Linked DNA regions of Ovis aries: region 1 is linked to region 2. The links are chromatin contacts, called in public Hi-C maps. All regions are on one chromosome and are shown on one strand. The core of a region is the stretch at or near the end of the contact, and the rest is flanking DNA. Distances in the headings are between cores, read along the strand shown. Region 1 overlaps FCHO2 (FCH and mu domain containing endocytic adaptor 2). Region 2 has its middle 20 kb from the start of TMEM174.

The links. Hi-C and Micro-C count contacts between places; a contact is called where the count stands out from the background.
Region 1: a Hi-C map of mixed tissues shows a contact between it and region 2, with 2.6 times the contacts expected there. The contact joins two enhancer-like sites. A contact is called at or near these places in 3 of 16 Hi-C or Micro-C datasets (liver, mixed tissues and tail adipose tissue).

The regions. Positions count from the first base shown.
Region 1 is chr16:8,692,560-8,695,980 of ARS-UI_Ramb_v3.0, reverse strand. It overlaps FCHO2 (FCH and mu domain containing endocytic adaptor 2), which reads left to right. Exons shown (of 26, transcript XM_060400320.1): 25 at 1,674-1,838; 26 at 2,156-3,421. The coding sequence ends at 2,178. Among named protein-coding and RNA genes, the nearest start is that of TMEM171, 48 kb to the right of the region's middle. Within about 2 kb of position 1,995, at least 5 of the 54 cell types and tissues checked have an H3K27ac peak or open chromatin away from gene starts, as enhancers often do.
Region 2 is chr16:8,605,768-8,609,094 of ARS-UI_Ramb_v3.0, reverse strand. No RefSeq gene overlaps it. Among named protein-coding and RNA genes, the nearest start is that of TMEM174, 20 kb to the right of the region's middle. Within about 2 kb of position 1,359, at least 7 of the 54 cell types and tissues checked have an H3K27ac peak or open chromatin away from gene starts, as enhancers often do.

The DNA.
Region 1 (3,421 bases), core at 746-3,245, 86 kb before region 2:
GAAACTGAAAGTACAGTCAGTTAGCAAGGAAGAAAGGGTATATTTTCCCCATATTTAATGAAACAATATTATTGTAGACATTTGCCAAGAACTGAATTTGTTCTCTGAAAAACAGGATACAAATTTTCTAACTGGGTATTGTAATTATAGTTTCCCTCTGCTGTTCAGGTATCAGAGTGACTGAGGAAATGGAAACATCTTACAAATGTGGTTCTGATTTGGTTAGTCAACTTTTAAAAAGAGATCTCCAAATTATAATACAATAAAGTAGAAGTCTGTTTCTATTTTGGCTTTATGCTTGGAGAGGAGCAGGAAATATTCTAAAGTTTTAGGGTTGCCCTGGTGACTGCTCTTGGCCTGTGGTCGCACTTTCACAGAATTGAGTTGCATATCACAAACTAAAAGTTTAAGGAGGACTTGGACACTGGCTAAGAGACAGCAATTCATTTTCCCAACTGATCTGTGTGCCACCAGGTACAATAGTATAGGGTGGGTCTTTGTTACATTTTCGTTCAGGTTCTCTCTGTGGTGTTCAGTTTCTGTACAGGGAATCACAGAATGTCACTGTTTCTACCCAGCAATTCTGTCTACTTTCCTCAAACCAGAAACCTGGGAACCCTCCCTCCTAGGCCTCTCCTCCTATTTACCCTTTGATTTCAACTCCTGAATGTTTTCCAAATTCATTCTCCTCTTTGCTTTCCCTCAGTGCAGTTCAAATACACTTTTCCTGTCACCTAGAGTCCTAGACCATTTTATTGACTTTCAGGTGGTGTCCCTACCTTGCATCTTGCACCTTGCTGCCCTTCTAAGATTCCTACCTGGAATGTTCTGTCTTCCTTGTCTTTGCTGGCTCCCTATGTTTATTTCTTATCATGGTAAAGATACTTAGAGCTTTTCTCAGCTACCAGTCTATCATCTTCGGCCACTTTGTTCCACTTACATCTATCCTCCAGATCTTCTGGTATAGATGTAGTTACCTTAAATGCAACGTGCTGTCAGCTCTCCCGTCTCTACACCTGTTCTAACCTTTTCCTGAAATAGGCCCCATCATCCCCACAACATTTTATGTGCTTTGTGTCCATAGCTTTTGATAGGTTTTTTTGTATTATAAATTTTTAATAGTCATAATTAATACTATTCCTGCCAGACTGTTAGACTGAGGAATGTGGAATAAATGGTTATATTGAATAGAAAGCCCCTCAGACATATTTGGCATGATTTTAAAAAGAAAGATGAACACAGAGGTAATACTGATACAGCTTTTCCCAACCTTAGCTATCTTAGCTTCTTTACCTCTCCCACCCCATGGCACTCGGCAGTCATTTCCCTTTGGCTTTAATGCCCATTCATCGCTTCCAGGGCTTCCTTCTTTCCTTCCTGTCCTCAGCCTTACTTGTCTTTTAACTCACTTCAACACAACACAGTGTAGGAATATCAATAGTAAATCCCTCTGAAGACTGTTATTAAGTCAAAGAGAAGCATGGATTAAGATTACTTAATGAAAATCCAGATTCACTGACTAAAATCTGATTTGAAAACAGGACGATGATTCACGTATACGTTTAAAGAATTTGGGATAGGATTGACTTTTTTTTTAGCTTTTACTTGCTCACTTGCCTTTTTTGGTGTGAAATATAGTATCCTGTGTAAGTTCTTTGTTCTTTTCCTTGTAGGTTCTGGGTCCCTCAGAGCAAAATTTGATCTTTCAGAAGGACCCAGTAAACCCACAACACTTGCAGTGCAATTCCTCAGCGAGGGAAGTACCCTCTCAGGAGTAGACACTGAACTTGTAGGCACTGGCTACAGGCTTTCCTTAGTAAAGAAGCGGTTTGCCACTGGTAAGTTGGGAGATTTCAAGCTTTTTCATGTACATGGGAAACATTTATATTCTAACAGTTACTAAATGACTCTCAAGTAGTTTATAGTCTGAAGGCATGGAAATGTTTCCTTTGACCTTTGGTACAAAGTGCCAGATAGAGACACACCTGGGAGAGAGAGTACTCATGGTCAGTATAGCTCAACACCTGTGATCTGATTCTAATGTACTGTAAACAGCAGATGGGAACTGGGGTTTGTATCTGTAACCACAGTGGAAATGTCTTCCTTTGAGTTCATTTGAAATTATAATGGCAAAGGTCTCCTTGGTGTTTTCCAGGACGATACCTGGCGGATTGTTGATGGACCTGGGAAAGTGGTTGGCTCAAGGGAGTAGTACAGACCTGCCGTTCTGCATTATTTTTCTTTCCAAACACTATTCTGACTTGTATTATATCTTTAAGAGCTGACTACAAACATTAAATTGCACTTTTGAAGTGAGTCACCGAAGAAAATAGCACTGAAATGATTTTCAACGCTGTAAATGATCAACTGCAATATTCAGGAAGCACATGTATTCAGATTCTCAGTAAAATGAAGTTTTTATAGGCTGGAAATTTTATCTTCAGTGTCTATGTTGAAAAAGGGGCTTATAGTGTAATATGAGGCCTGAAATTTCAGGAGAGGAAGCACAAAATAATTTAGCTTTCTATAAGTTTTTAGAGTCAGAGATAGCTTTTAAAAACGTTTAAGTTTGATATTGAATGGATACAAACAGAACGTGAATTCTAAGTTTGGGATAATGTTGATAACACTCAATCAAATTGAGTTATGTGCCATAAAGTAATCAGACCAGAGTCCAAGGTGTATGCAAAATCTATAATTTGATTCTCATATAAACATATTAATAAAGTGTAAATGGTGTTTTATATGATTTTTTTTAATCCTCAAGTGCAATGTGTTTTAAAATAAGCTTGCAAAAGACAGCAGAGAAATTTGCTTCTGCAGTTAACTTTATAGAAGTTGTGATTGTTTTGATGAATTAATGCTGTAGATTTAATTTATTTTTATATGGATTGCATAATGTGTGCCTTTAAAACAATAACAAAACCCAGAAATGTGCCTATCCAGTTTGTGTTCATTAATGTGCCTCACTTTTTTCCTCACAGTCCAGATTTTGTATTCAGAATCTTAGTCAAGAATTTTTATAAGATAATTGTGATTTTTTATAAAAATCTTTGGTTGCAATTGCAATGGGAATTCAGAATAGCTAGAGGACAATTTATACTTAAGAACCCTGGCTCCCTTCTTTAGTGTTACACTGTAGCCACTAGGGAAATACAACTAATAGCGTATGTTTACAGGGAAAAAGATTACCTTCAGATGTTCCATCTTAACCTTATCAAAAAATTCTGTAAAACCGTAATGGTAAATTGGTAACTGGCATTTTCACTCAAGTTAACATTTCCTCTCACTCTTATTATTGGAAATTTATATATTTATTTACTGAATGTGATGTGAGCATGAGTTTGTAGTAGTTTGTGAGGAACACACTTTAGAAAAGATCAGTTTGGGCATTTTCAACACTTGGAAAAATTGGCAGTTT
Region 2 (3,327 bases), core at 110-2,609:
AACTTGGCTACACAGGTCATAAGTCCCTTTCTGCTAGGGTTGCCAACTTGTCCTAGTTGGCTTAGGAATTTTCTAGTTTTAGCACAGAAATTTTTGTGTTCTGGGCACCCCCTCAGATCAGGCAAATCATGGTGATTGGCCATCCGTCCCTCTATCTAGGGAAGGCTTGCCCTTGTATCAAATGCCCCCTCAAGAGGAGGGCTGCATCATCTGGTATCCAGCAAGGCTCCTGTCTTCCAGCTTCTCTGAGGAGGGGATGTGAGTTGGGCCAGCAATGATCAACATCTCTAGTTAAAACTGTAATTGCATGAATTACTCATTAGAAGAGGAGGCAAGGAGGTGTCATAAGCACATGTGCAGCAGTTAGACGCAGTAGAGGGGGCAGTGAAGTAGGAATCAAAATATCTGGTTTCTGCCATCGAATACAGCCAAATAATTCATCTTTTTGAGTCTCCATTTCTCCATTTGTAAAATAAAAAGACTAGACTAGGTAGGGCTTGCTTCCTTTCTTTTTTTTAACTTTTGTTCTAGAACTTCATTCTAAAGGGTAGAATTGCTCACACTCAAGACATAGTCTGCTACCATTATCTTTACAGCAAGTTTCTCTCTCCCCTCCCTTCCCCTTTCTCCTCCCTCCCCTTTTCTTCATTTTCTGCTTTTCCTGCTTTTTCAGTTCCCAGCGTTGATCCCTTTTCTCCCAATAGGCAACCACATCGCTATGAAAGGTATTTCTCTTTGAGTAGGTATGTAGTTTTATCACATGAGCATTGTCTCATGTATGGACTTTAAATGTTCATATATTATATTGTACTATCACTTCATTTTATTCCTAATTTTTACACTCAGCACCATTTGCTAGCCTCTACGGCTCCTTCCATAGTGACATTTTACAAACCCTGTTTAGTATGGCAGAGTACTCTTACACAGACTTCTCACTAACTGAAATCGGCAGGTTTTCTAGAATGGCAAAAAGGAGAACCAAGTATCTTTAATCACCACCTCCCCAGAGGTACTATGTGGTCTGCAGGAAGGGGACCAAAGGGATGAGCATGGAGAGTACATGGCTGGAGAGGGAGTGAGGAGTTGGGCTGCGAGAGCAGTTATGGAGGCACTTCTGGGCCTCGGACTCTGAACGAGCAGGCCTTCCCCAGACATCCCAGATCCTCCGAACGCTCACTGGGGGAGCTCGCCTATCCCTGGAGGCTGGAGGGCCTTTTCCTGGAGGAGCTGAGAGGAGTTCCCTGGCTCTGGCTCATATTTCATCAGACACAGAAAGAAAGGCAGCTGCTCAAGACCTCACCCAGAGATCCACCTCCAACAGCACAGGTATCTGCTAGCTCTGATTCCTCCTTCCCGGATGGAGATCCGGGTTGGCATCCTGCCCAGAGAGTTCCCGAGGTTAATAGTGGCTGTGAGCAGAGCAGTGTCTCTCGCAGGCCAAGCTGCTCTCCTGGTGGCAGTGAGGCTCGGGGGGGCCATGTGGGGGCGGGGAGCAGCAGTGGGGAGCGGCCTCTCCACCTCCTGATGCCTGGAGACTGGATTCCATTTCAGGCAGCAGCGATTTACGCTGGGTGGCCTCTGCCATGTTCCCCGCACCAGCACCACGGAGAACTATCCAGAAGGTTGGGAGGAGTGTAGCTACCCTTGGAGAAAAGACGGCCTCTCCTCTCTCCCCTGCTTGTGGTCCACAAGGCTTTCATCTCCCACTCCCGCCTCTCAGCAAGCGTGGCAAGATCTCTGTGAGGCTTGGCTGGTGAGGGCAGGGAGGGATGTGGGGTGGAGGGGACCTTCTGTTCCCCCAGGTGGCACACTTTCTCACCTGAGCTTCAAGAGGCACCTCTGGGCTCTGTTCCAGGCTCAACTATTTCCGCTCCTTTGAAGATACAGAAACAATAAAATACAAAACCCCAAATAAGCAAATCTACAAACAGGCACACACAGAGACAGCAGAGACCTACTGTTTGCAGTCCCTCTCCAAATTTCAGCTGATTCTACATTAAGGTATGAGTTTTCCACCTTGTGATTTTCCACTTCCCGGAGGAGGAGATAAATATCATCCTGGAATTACATACACGCTTCACCTGTATGTCTTCCTTTGCCGTAATAGGACTTTTGCTGACCCTAAGAGTCGGAGAAGTTTCACCTTGACCTTCTGGTCTAGTGGCAGTTAATCCTTAGTACCCAGGCAATGACCTCAGGGCCTCCTGGCGAGGGCCTGGGTGTTCAACCCCACCAGGGACCCAGCTCCTCGAGTACCCGAAGGGGAAGTGTAAAGAAATGTAGCAAGATAAAAATGAATGTAGCTGAGGGACTCCCCTGGTGGTCTAGTGGCTAAGACTCCATGCTAGCAATGCAAGGGGTCTGGGTTTGATCCCCAGTCAGGGAACTAGAGCCGCATGCCACAACTAAGGATTCCACGTGCAACAACTAAGACTCTCTGCACCCAAATAAGTTAAAAAATAAATAAATAAGCTCTTTAAAAAATCATAAATAAATGTAGCTGATAGTTGCTGAGCTTACAACCCACCATTCTCTTTCTCTATCATCTCACTTGCTCCTCATACCCTTATCACACAGATACTGTCATTAGTCTCTTTTATAAATGTGGAAACTGAGGCTCAGAGAATCTAAGCAGCTGATGGAGTTGATATCTAGTGATCTGTTGGGAGCCAGCGTGAGGAACTCCACCCATGGCAAAGGTCATGAGGAAGGAAGATTGGCACATGCAAAGACGTGATCAAGCCTCAGGAAACCCCCTGTTCCCGAGCATCTACCCCCAAAACCAGAGTACTTTACAGGAGGCTCTCCCCCATAACCATTTCTCTCAGAGAAGGAGTTAACCTACAGCTCCAGTTAATAAAAATTCCTGGGCGTGACAAGAGTGTTTCAACTTACGAACTCTGAAGGTTCTCTGGCCTGCCTGATCAGGCTTGTCCGGCCGCATGTGATTGTTTACAGCCTCCCAGCTGTGAGAGGCATGGGATGTTTTAAAACTTTCTAAATACAGACTCTCTTGAGAAGTTAGAAGATCATTAGTATAGTATTAGTAGGTTGATTAGGAATTATATTGGTGAAGGGTTTTTTCATTTGTCCTGCCAATAATTACTGCTAATTCCCTGCCCTGGGTGTGACAAGGATGTCTCAGGTCAAACCTGTCTGCTGACAGACTAGCTTGTGTGACAGCCTCTCAGCCATAAACAGCACAGAGAGTTTGGAGTATTAGCATAGGACTTTTTTCATTGATGAGTCAATGATTGCCATCAGACCTCCATATCCTTAGGCACCTGGGAATATATTAATCAATGTATTTGGAATATAGAAAAGGAA